2 separate regions of the Mus musculus genome follow, and region 1 is linked to region 2. Evidence: chromatin contacts called from public promoter capture Hi-C data. All regions are on one chromosome and are shown on one strand. Each heading gives the region's core, a stretch centred on a gene start, on an enhancer-like site or on the middle of the called end of the contact. The rest is flanking DNA. Distances are from core to core; before and after follow the strand shown. Region 1 overlaps Camk2b (calcium/calmodulin-dependent protein kinase II, beta). Region 2 overlaps Gm11963 (predicted gene 11963).

Region 1 (5,936 bases), core at 857-3,356, 550 kb before region 2:
CAGAGGCAGGTGGATCTCTGTGAGTTCAAGACCAGCCTGGTCTACATAGCAAGTTCCAGGCTAACCAGAGCTACTGTCCAAACATGAAGAAGATGTAAGTTCTATGTCTAGACTCCGTTTCCGGCTGCACATCCACTTGTTCCAAGGCCGTTGTAGGCAAGAACCTCCTTTCTCCATGTGGGCTCCAGAGTCCTGGAACTGCATTCTTCTCTTCCAGGGTTGTGTTGCACATTCCGTATCTTTTTCTTTCCCACATCAACTTAAGAGTAAGTTTGTCTGGATCCATAACTAGTGGCTCTTATTCTTCATCTGTAGATGAAACTGGGAAGAGTGGACATCACAGAGTCCGTCTGGACCACCCATGATGCTTTAACACCCCTTAGTCTTCCATTTTTAAAATCCAAATTCTGTCCCTTTCCCTAGGAGGTCTTGCTCATATTTTGCCAGAGATACACCCACTTATTTTACTTGTTGTGGTGCTGACGTAGATGCAATTATATTTTAGGTTTCAAATTCTAATTTCTTCTAAGACAGCAGTTGAATTTTAAGTATCGATCAGATAGCCTCTGTCCTTTGGTACCACCTTTGACAAGGCTGCTGTTGGTCAGAAGGGGTTTCCACCCAGCTGCATCGTTTCTAAGCAAAGATGCTTATATTTCCCATCCTCATCGGTATGATCTGCATTTCCTTTCATTGTCTTCCTGCATTATTTGGGGCTTTCCAGTACGATGGCACATCACAGAGGAGGAGACATCCTAGCTTTCTTCTGATCATGTAGGGTAGTATCTAGCTTTACATATGATAGAAGCTGTAGGTCTTTGTCAATACTTTTTATCAAGTTGTGGAAATTCTATTATAGTTCTAGCCTGCTAAGAGCATGTGTGAATGTCTATCAGACATTTAAGAAAGGACAACAAGCCTGATACCCTAGCACACATCTCTAATCCCAGCCCTTGGGAGGCAGAGGCAGGTGGATTTCTGCAAGCTCATGGCCAACCTGGCCTACTGTGCTGTAATGAGTGAGTATTGGATTTTTTTTTGTTTTTTGGGTTTTTTTTTGTTTTTGTTTTTGAGACAGGGTTTCTCTGTGTAACCCTGGCTGTCCTGGAACCCACTCTGTAGACCAGGCTGGCCTCGAACTCAGAAATCCGCCTGCTCTGCCTCCCAAGTGCTGGGACTAAAGGCATGCGCCACCACGCCCGGCTGGATTTAAAAACAAAAAACAAAAACAAAAAAAAAAAACCAAAAAACTTTTTGCTATCTGTATGGTTGTATGATTTTCCATCTTTAATTTGTTGATGGCTTGATTATATTGATTTTTAATCGGAGCCAGCCTTGTGTACCAACAGTGAGTCTCACTGGATTCAACTTGGAGACCTCAGACAAAAATTTTTGCATTTAGTTTATGAAAGGTCTCCACCACAGAGACTAAGGTAAGAATTCCTTAGGCTGCTGACTTTCCAGAAAAGAATCAGTACGCTGTCTATATGTTTGCTTGTTCTATTTTTGAGGCAGATCTCACTATAGAGCCTTGGCTGGCCTATAACTCTCTATGTAGGCCAGGTTGGCCATGAGCTTGCAGAAATCCACCTGCCTCTGCCTCCCAAGGGCTGGGATTAGAGATGTGTGCTAGGGTATCAGGCTTGTTGTCTTTTCTTAAATGTCTGATAGAATTCACAGATGAGACCATGGGGCAGAGTTCTTTCTGTTTCTGAAACCTGTCAGTTACCCCCTCAGTACCTCTGAGAGATCTAGACCTGGCCAGATCACCTCTGAAAGGTGAGTGGGTCTTCCTACAGAGCCCACAATGACCTTGAAAACCAGATCTTTCTAGCCTTAGCCTTCCAAGTGCCAGAACTGCAACTATGCACCACCACTGTGTGATGTTTGTCTTTCCAAGAGCTGGTCCATCTCACCTAAGTTATCAAACCATGGCCATAGGGCTGACTGTCCACACTATTCATAGTCACCCTTTCAGAGTGGGTGGGCTCAGGAGCGACAGCCCTGCCTTCATTTCTGTGAGTCCTGTGCCCTCACCCCATCCCACTCCTGCATCTGCCCTCTTCCTCTGCTCACATTTGCAGCCAGCAGTTTTTCACTAGCATTGATCTTTCTGAAGTGTTCGGCTTTGTTGATTTTCTGTATTGATTTTCTGTCTACAGTTTCACTGATTTCTGCTCTAGATTTTATTTTCCTTGTTTCCTTTCAATACCACTCTCTCTTTCTGGTTTATTTATTTTGATGTGTGCAGATGTCTTGTCTGCATGTGTGCATGTGTACCACGTGTGTGCCATGTGTGTGCCTGGTGCCCAGAGCAGTCAGAAGAGGGCTTCAGCTCCCTAGAACTGGAGTTATGGGTGACTGTGCATCACAGTGTGGGTGCTGGAAATTGAACCTGGGACCTCTGCAAGAGCAGCAAATGTTTTAAACCACTGAGCCATCTCTCCAGAGCCTCTTACTTACTTCTTTAGGAGATGTTCACACTGAGTTTAAATATTTCTTCTTTTCTAAATATATGCATTTTATGATATAATATTTTCTCTGAAGACCACTCTCACTGCATTTGACAATTTTTATAAGTTCTACTTTCATTTTTTAAAATCAAAATATCTTCTACATTTTTCCTTCAGCCTTCTTCTTCAATCCTTAGAAACATGGCATTTAATAACCACGTATTAGGATTCTTCAGGCCATCTTTCTGTTATTCATTCTTTACTTTAATTCCATCACAGCCCACTTTGATTTCTGTTCTCTTAAATTCAATGTGTGTTTACAGCCCAGCACGGGATCTATCTTAATGAACATTTCATGTGAGTTTGAGAATGGTGGGTAAATCCTGCTGCTGAATAAGATGGTCTATCTCTAGACCTCCATCATGTCCTGACTATCTGCCTGCTAGATATTCTCATTTCTGTATATATGGGTGTGTGCACACATATATGCTCATGTGTGCGCAGGCACACTGTGTGTGTGTGTGTGTGTGTGTGTGTGTGTGTGTGTGTGTGTGTGTGTGTGTGTAGGCCAGTGGACAATCTCAGGAGTTTGCTTCTAAGGTGCCACTCAGTATCACACTGGTCTGACATTCACCTGGAAGGCCAAACTGACTAGCCAGCAAACCCTGGAGTCCACCCAGCTTCACCTTGGGTTAGGAGTGTGTGCCACTACTCCTAGTGTTTTGGCTTTGGTGTGTGTGTTTGTGTTTGTGTTTGTGTGTGTGTGTGTGTGTGTGTGTGTGTGTGTGTGTGTGTGTGTGTGTGTGTGTGTCCTGGGGACCAGACTTAGGTCTTTCTGTTTGTGCAGTGGCCATCTCCCCAACACCTGTCTCTGGGCATTTCTGACTCAAGGTTTTGAAATCTCCAATTGTGTGGTGGGTCTCCCTAATTCTTCTCACAGTTTCACCAGCGCCAGTCTCGAGCTAGTGCTTTGTTGTTGGGGTGCCTAAGTCTGGATTACTGTGACTTCTTGAAAAATGGCTCCATCACTATGTAATAGCCTGCTCATGCCTCAGTTTCCCTCACTCTTGCCCAAAGTGAATAAGGCTACTCAAGCTTTATTTCAGTGAGTGTCTTAATTCATCTAGAGCCCAAATGGATAACATAATATAAAATTTACCATTTTAAGTATTAAAAGTGTGATCAGAGGTAACATTTAGTTGTTTACACATACACACACAAACAGAGTATTTTCTTAATTTTATAAAAATTCTAAATAAAGTACTATTTGTACTTATAGATGAAAATTTACCTCAAGATTATATGTACAATAAGGAAGTGGCAGAGTCATGGACAAACGAATAAATAATAAAAATGATGTGAGGTGTAAGATATTGGCCCTATGTACTATTGTCCTCTCAATTTACATATCATTTACATATCCATTGACGCACTTATACTGCTATATGACTAGTCACATTGCTTCTTCTATTTTCTATCATATCTATTCCAAGTTTTTAACCATTTTAGGACAGATTTCCACCACACTAAGTACACTCTGTCCTTGTGGAACTTTTCCATCTGTACCAGGTGAAGCTCGGGACCCACTTGACACCCCCTCCCCACCCCCTCCTTCCTCCAGGCCCCTGCTACCACGGTTATCTGTCTTTCTATGGACTTGCCTATCCTGGGCATCTGTGTGGGGCGAATCCTGCAGTGTTCATCGTTCACAGCTGGCTTGCTTTGCTTGGTGAACATCTGTAAGGTGTGTGGATACTGTAGTGGGTTGTCCGGATTGTCTTCCTTTCTGAGGCTGAGGAACGTCCCGTGTGCACACGGGCTGCCCTTCGTCCCCCATTCTTCCTTCGACAGGCACTCGATTGCTTTTGATGATTGTGAGCAATTGTGGCATATGCGTTTCTGTTTTAGTCCTGGCTCTCCATTCTTTGACTCCGCTTAGGATTGCTGGACCATGTGTCGACCCCGTGTTTAACTATTTTGCGGAAACTGCAGGCTTTCTTATCATTTTATGTCCTCAACACTGAGCCAGAAGTCCTCTGCCTTCCCCGTCAGCACATGTGTTTGGTGTGTTAAATGTTGTTTGTTTGTTTTTGTAGTAAAAGTGGTCATCCTTAGGAACAGGGAGCGACAACGCTTCACTGTGGCTTTGGCCTGATTTCCCTGGGGCTATGGGATGCCGCACATCTTTCAGGGTCCTGACTGACCAGGAGCTTCTGTGGAGAAATGTTTACTCAAGTTCTTTGCTTATGCTTTTGGGTTTTGTTGTTAACTTTAGGATTTTTTAAAATTTAGCTCTTAAGCTGGGCAGTGGTGGCACATGCCTTTAATCCCAACACTTGGGAGGCAGGGGCAGGCAGATTTCTGAGTTTGAGGCCAGCCTGGTCTACAGAGTGAGTTCCAGGACAGCCAGGGCTATACAGAGAAACCCTGTCTTGAAATAAATAAATTAATTAATTAAAATAAAATAAAATAAAATAAAATTTAGGTCTTATAGGGTATATGAATTAAAACTATTTTCTCCAATATTGTAGACTATCTTCTCTTTGCCTTGGTAGTGTCCTTGTCCGTATCTCTGTCTGTGTCTGTGACGGTGTCTCTGGGGTGTGTCTCTGCCTCCTGCTTCCTAGGCTACCCTGAGCTACATCCTGTTTCCAGTGATTTTATATTTTCATAAAGTTTATTATTCTTGTTGCTTGCCCTTTGATGTCATATCTAAAAGATCATTGCTAAATCTAATGTCATGAAGATTCCCACCTATGTTTTATAATTGGATCTCTTAAATTTAGGCTTTGGTCCATTTTGAGCTAATCTTTATTTACGGTAGATAATAAGGATCCAACTTCATCCTTTTGCGCAAGGCCATTCAGCTTTTCCAGCAGAATTTGTTGACAAGACCTTCTGTTCCACTTAACATCCTTATTGCAAGTTGTTGGACCGTGTTTCATTCTGCTGGTTCGTGTGTCTGTCCTTACGCCAGCACCACATTTCTTTTCAGTACCTTCACTTTGTAATGACTTCTGAAATCATGAAATGTGTCTTTTAACTTTATTCAGCTTTCCCCCCAAAAGATTGTTTTGACTATTTGGTGTCCCTTGGGATTACATATGAATGGGTAGGTAGATTTTTACTATTTCTGTGGGCAGGGGAGCTAAAGAAAGTTTGATAGGATAGTACTGAGTCTATAATTGTTTTGGGTCATATCTATGTCTTTACTCCTAATATGTTTGTCTTTACTTTGAAAGTGGGTTTCTTGTAGACAGTATATAGTTGGGTCTTGTTTTATACTCCAGTCTAGTTAGTGTGTCTTTTGTTTGTTGTTTGTGTTATTGTTTTGGGTTTTTTTTTTTTTTTGAGGTTTCTCTGTATAGTACTGGCTTGCTTAGAACTCACTCTGTAGACCAGGTTGGCCTCAAATTCAGAGAATCTACGTGCCTCTGCTTTCCAAGTGCAGGGATTAAAGGTGTGTGCCACTACCCTCCTATA
Region 2 (5,714 bases), core at 2,508-5,007:
TCTCTATCTTCACAGTGACGGTTAGACCATAATTACCATCTGTTCTAGTCGTAGCCTTGTACGGGCTGCTATGGTCAAGCGTGCTGTGATCCTGAGATGGTGAAGTAGACTGATGTTAAAACATTCACTGACTACCTCGTGCGGTGGGTTTTGGGTTGTTTGTTTGTTTGTTTGTTTTGTTTAACCCCATGTTACTATTTTTTTCTTGACATTTCAATTTTTTAAAGATTTATTTATTTATTATATGTAAGTTCATTGTAGCTGTCTTCAGACACACCAGAAGAGGGAGTCAGATCTCATTACAGATGGTTGTGAGCCACCATGTGGTTGCTCGGATTTGAACTCAGGACCTTCGGAAGAGCAGTTGATGCTTTTACCCGCTGAGCCATCTCACCAGCCCCAACATTTCAATTTTTAATGTCAATATATTTTGTAGTTCTTGAAGCTAAAATAATATATAAAAAACTTCTATAGGGAAGGAATGTTTTTACTTGGTTGTAAAGGGGAGAGATAAATCAGAACACTGTCATTACTTGGAAAAATTAAAAAATAATAATAAAACAATCTCCCATGTGAGTGTGTGTGCATGGTGTGTGTGTACAGGCACCCATATGTGGTGATCAGAAGACCACTTTGAGTGTTGGTCCTCCCCCTCCACGTTGCTCGAAACGGGATCTTTAACTCACTGCAGTACATGTCGCACAGCTCAGGCTAGCTGACGCTTACCTCCCATCCCATCTCCACACAGCCACACTGCAGACACAGTCCCAAGCTAGTGTGTCCTGCTTTATGTAGGTTCTGAGATTCAAATTCAAGTCTTCATGATTGAATGCAAAATCATCTCCCCAGCCCAAGGGAAAAGGGTATATGTTGAAACAGCATTTCTAAAATGATGCAAAAAGACATATGATGGCATTGTGGACTGGCTCAGCAGGTCCATCTGCCAAGCCTCCCGGCCTGAAATCAGCTCCCTAACCCCACAGGGGAAAAGGAGAAACCTGAGAACTGGAACGTGACCTCTGACCTCCACACACATGCTAAACACATTCCCCCAAAGCAATAGAAATGTAATTCTAAAGACTGGCATTTTTAGGCTAAGAGATGCCTCAGTGGTTAAGAGCACTGTCCACTCTTTCAGAGGACCCAGGTTCAATTCCCAGCACCCATAGGCTGCCCTCAACTATGTGTAACTTCAGCTCCTGGAGACCTGACACTCTCTTCTGTTCTCCTCCAGTACTGCATGCACATGGTATAGATACACATGCAGGAAAACACCATTTTCATAAATTCTAATTTAAAAAACAAATATTTTTAAAAATTGTCTTTGTGGACTGTGGGTATAGAGCTTCCTTTGTAAGCAGAAAGACCTGCATTGGGGCTGGTGAGATGGCTCAGTGGGTAAGAGCACCCGACTGCTCTTCCAGAGGTTCTGAGTTCAAATCCCAGCAACCACATGGTGGCTCACAATCATCCGTAACAAGATCTGACTCCCTCTTCTGGAGTGTCTGAAGACAGCTACAGTGTACTTACATATAATAAATAAATAAATCTAAAAAAAAAAAAAAAAAAAAAAAAAAGAAGGACCTGCATTTGGACTCCTAGCAGCCAAAATAAAAAAAAGAAAAGCTGAGTGTGGCTTTACATGTGCGTAACCAAGTGCTAGCATGGAGAAAGGCAGAAGACAGCTTGCTTTGACCCTTGCCCTCTACACGTGCGCACAGGGAAGGAGGATCTGCACACACACACAGATTCACACACACATATATGCACCACACACAGAAAGACACACACACACACATGCACCACACACACACATATATGCACCACACACAGAGACACACACAACTAGACATATATACATCACACACAGACATCACACACACACATATATGCACCACACACACAGAGACACACACACCTAGACATATATACATCATACACACAGACATCACACACACACATATATGCACCACACACACAGAGACACACACACCTAGACATATATACATCATACACACAGACATCACACACAGACACACACACACACACAGACATATATACATCTCTCTCTCACACACACACATGAAGTGGCATCATGGTAGTTTCAGGAGAAGCTGGGGATTAACCAGTTACCTCTAAGGTCAGTGTGGCCTCTTGGGGAGCTCAGTGATTATTTTCTCAGCTCTCGGCACAATGCCAGGCATTGGCACACGCATTCTGTGAACTGAATTCAAGTTTCAACTGAACCATCTTTCCAGACCCAAACATTTCCCTTCTGTCTTTTATTTTTCCTTTCTTCCTTTTAGATACGATGAGGGCTAGGCTAGAGCAGTTTCAACCTGTGGGTCTTGACCCCTTTGGGCCTTGCATATCAGAAATCCTGCATATAAGATATTTACCTTATGATTCGTAAGAGTAGCAAAATTACAGTTATGAAGTAGCAAGGAAAACACTTTTACAGCCGGGGGTCACCACAACATGAGGAACTGTATTAAAGTTAGGAAAGCTGAGAAGCACTGGGGTAGAGCTGAGCTGGGCTTGGTTGTAGAGTGCTTGCTTGCTGGCCTGCACAAAGTCCTAGGTTCAGTCCCCGGCACTGAAAGAAACCTGATATGATGACAAACACCTTCTGAGGACTTGAGAAATGGAATCAAGAGAGTCAGGAGTTCAAAGTCATCTTCTGCGACACAGCAAGTCAGACCCTCTGACCCTATATGAGACACTAGCTCCTATAGCATTACCAGACCAAAAACTGGAAACTGAGATGACATCACATTCTTTGATTGCTTAAATGAATTCCAGGTAGGTGCTGTTTAACAGACAACCGTGGCCTTTCCTGCATTTGAAACTCCTTCCTGTTTGGTCTTTATGTCAATGCCAGCTGTGGGGATTTTTCTCTTTCAACCTGGCCTCTGACTTTTACTTGGTTGATAAGAAAATAAACATTGCAATCGTCATCTGTCAATAGCACCGGGAGCAGCCTTCAAGCCGGGGCCAGGAGGAGCCTTGCATCCAAGATGAGGGGCGGCTTTGACTTTACAAATGGCTTCTTCTGGGCTGGACAGCCTGGGCGAGTTTTCCTGGATTTCAGGGGTTTTGTCTCACTCTCTCACCTAAATGTTTCTTCTCCTCTTGTGTCGTCTTTATCAGATAGTAAAATCCCAGTAGGCCATGAGAAGGGAAAGGTAGGCTGAAAGCAGGGTTGGGCATTCCAGGTGCTGGGCAGGGGGCAGGGGGAGGCCTGTATATGTATATGAGTTCTCTTCAGACACACCAGAAGAGGGCATCACATCCCATTACAGATGGTCATGAGCCACCATGTGGTTGCTGGGAATTGAACTCAGGGCCTCTGGAAGAGCAGTCAGTACTCTTAACCACTGAGCCATCTCTCTAGCCCCAAATGCACACTTTCAAATGGTGAGGTTGTTGGTAATGGTTGTAGTACTATCGAATCAAACCCAGGGCCTTGTGTGCAATAGGTCTACCACTGAACTACATCCCCAGCCCTTGGTTTCTTGTGATAGGTAGGATCTCACCCTGTAGCCCAGACTACAGCCTTGAACTAGAGGTTCTCAGGCCTCGGCCTCTGTGGTGCACACAGGTGTGTGTGGACTGCCACACCCAGCTAATGTTTACCTTCATACCTCGTGGATTTCAGCTAAAATAAGACGCAAACATGACCTTACAGGGGAAGAGGCAGCTATCAATGGGCACAGTCAGGGAATCTATGGCCCGAGTCACTACACTGCTCCACACGGAGCACAGCAGAGGTCACCAGAGAGAGGAACAACGAACAAGGACTTCCTGGGGTGGTGACATTATCCCGAGGCTAGAGACAGTGATTTCAGAGCAATGACTAACTGGAGATCTGAAGGTTCTATTGCCATGCACCTCAGTGTGGTGACCTGCATAGGCACGGCCCAGCATAGCTCATGTCTTTGAAGGCCTGGTCCTCAGATGGTGAAACTGTTTGAGAAGAAATTGGCTGTGTGGCCTTGAAGGAAGTGTTTCAACAGGGGTGGACCTTGAGATTTCAAAAGCCCACGCTGGTCCTGGTGTCTCACTTTCTCGGCCTCATGTATGTGGGCCAAATTATGAGCTCTCAACTACAGCATCAGAGCCATGCCTGACTGCCGGTGGCCATGTCCCCCTCCCAACCCCCATGATGGTTATGGCTTTCTAAATCCATGAGCCACAAAGTACATGTGTCTTTCTCAAAGCTGGCTTGGTGGAGGTGTCTCTTCACAACAATAGAAAAGTACCCGAGACATAAACCAATAAATAAATAAATAAATAAATGTGAAATTCAGAGGCACTCACATGTTGTCTCAGCTACTTGGGAGACTGAGGTGGGAGGATTGCTTGGGTGTGAGTTCAAGGCCAGCCTGGGCAGGAGGAAAGGAGAGTCAGGAGTTCAAAGGCAGCCTCAGCTACATAGTAAATTCAAGGCTAGCCTGAGCTTCAGGATAGCCTATCTTTTTTTTATATATATATATATAATTTGTGTGCATGTATCTATCTGTGTGCAAGTATGCTCCCATGACTGTGGGTGCCCTCAGGGAGCAGAGGCACCCGATCTCTTGGAGCTGTTGTTATCAGCAGTGGTGAACTGCCCCATGTGGGCGCTGGGAATTCAGGTCCTCCACAGGAGCAGTGCCCTCCTAGCTGCTGACTCCTCTCTCCATGCCCAGGGTCCTCACAGGAAATAAACAAAGCCAACAACAAGTAAACATCCTAGAAAACAGCAACATTTGACTTGATGTTGTAATTTTCCTGGACTCATCATCTGTTGTTATTTATGATTATTATTATTTCATGTATAGATACGTATTTACTTACTTATTTTACTTTTTTGTTTTTGAGACCAGGTCTTTTTTGCTGTCTAGCTGTGGCTGATCTCAAATTGGCAGCACCCTTGCCTCTGCCTCTCAAGTGCTTGGAGTAAAGGCATTTGCCACCACCTCCTGGTCTCGTAGAACATTTTTAAGAGCTCAGGAGATGGTTCGCCATAGTAAAGCACTTGCCCCATAAACCTGAGTTCGAATCTCCACACCACCACATAAAGCCAGATGCAGTAGTTCAAGTCTGAAGAGTCCTGGGTCAGACAAGGTAGAAAAATGAAGAAGACGCCTTGGTTATCTTTCTTTTTTTAAAAATGCACTTGACTGATGGCCACTCTGACAGAAGTTCACATCATACATATGCTGCCAAGTCTGACAGCCTGAATTTGATTGCCAGGACCCACGTGTGTTGGGGTGCACTATGTGAAGGTGCGCCTCTGTATGTCTCATTGTTAATTCTGTACCAGCGTAGACTGTGGCCATCGCCTGGTTTCCTAGTCTGTAAACATTCACCTTCCTCACTTGCTGATTGGCTTTAGTAAAGATCTGATGGACAGTAGCCAGACAGGAAGTGGAGGGCGGAACTTCCGGCCAGAGAAAGGGTCTCTGGGAGAAGAAATCAGAAGGGAAAATTTGCCAGCCAGACATGGAGGTGTATAGTCGAGAACAGGAGCATATAGAGAACTAGTCACGTGGTGGGGCGTAGGCTAGAATAGTCGGGTTGATTTAGATTGAGCTAGCTGAGAGTCAGCTCAGTTAAAGGCCTAGCTAGCTACAATAAATATTAATAAGTCTCTGTGTCATTATTTAATCGCTGATGGATCCAGACAATCCCGCTATACACACAGTAAAGGAGAGAACAGACTCCTACAA

What was found. Promoter capture Hi-C pulls out the DNA fragments that hold promoters and counts their contacts.
Region 1: a contact with region 2 is called in a promoter capture Hi-C map of liver, with 2.1 times the contacts expected there. The contact joins two enhancer-like sites. A contact is called at or near these places in 3 of 39 promoter capture datasets (the 3T3-L1 cell line, hippocampal neurons and liver).

Annotation. Positions count from the first base shown.
Region 1 is chr11:6,040,316-6,046,251 of GRCm38.p6, reverse strand. All of the region lies in intron 1 of Camk2b (calcium/calmodulin-dependent protein kinase II, beta), which reads left to right. Among named protein-coding and RNA genes, the nearest start is that of Camk2b, 22 kb to the left of the region's middle. Within about 2 kb of position 2,106, at least 3 of the 459 cell types and tissues checked have an H3K27ac peak or open chromatin away from gene starts, as enhancers often do. A contact at or near this core is called in liver, where this site is marked.
Region 2 is chr11:5,489,339-5,495,052 of GRCm38.p6, reverse strand. The region is part of intron 1 of Gm11963 (predicted gene 11963); the gene reads right to left. Among named protein-coding and RNA genes, the nearest start is that of Gm11963, 6.3 kb to the right of the region's middle. Within about 2 kb of position 3,757, at least 27 of the 459 cell types and tissues checked have an H3K27ac peak or open chromatin away from gene starts, as enhancers often do. A contact at or near this core is called in liver, where this site is marked.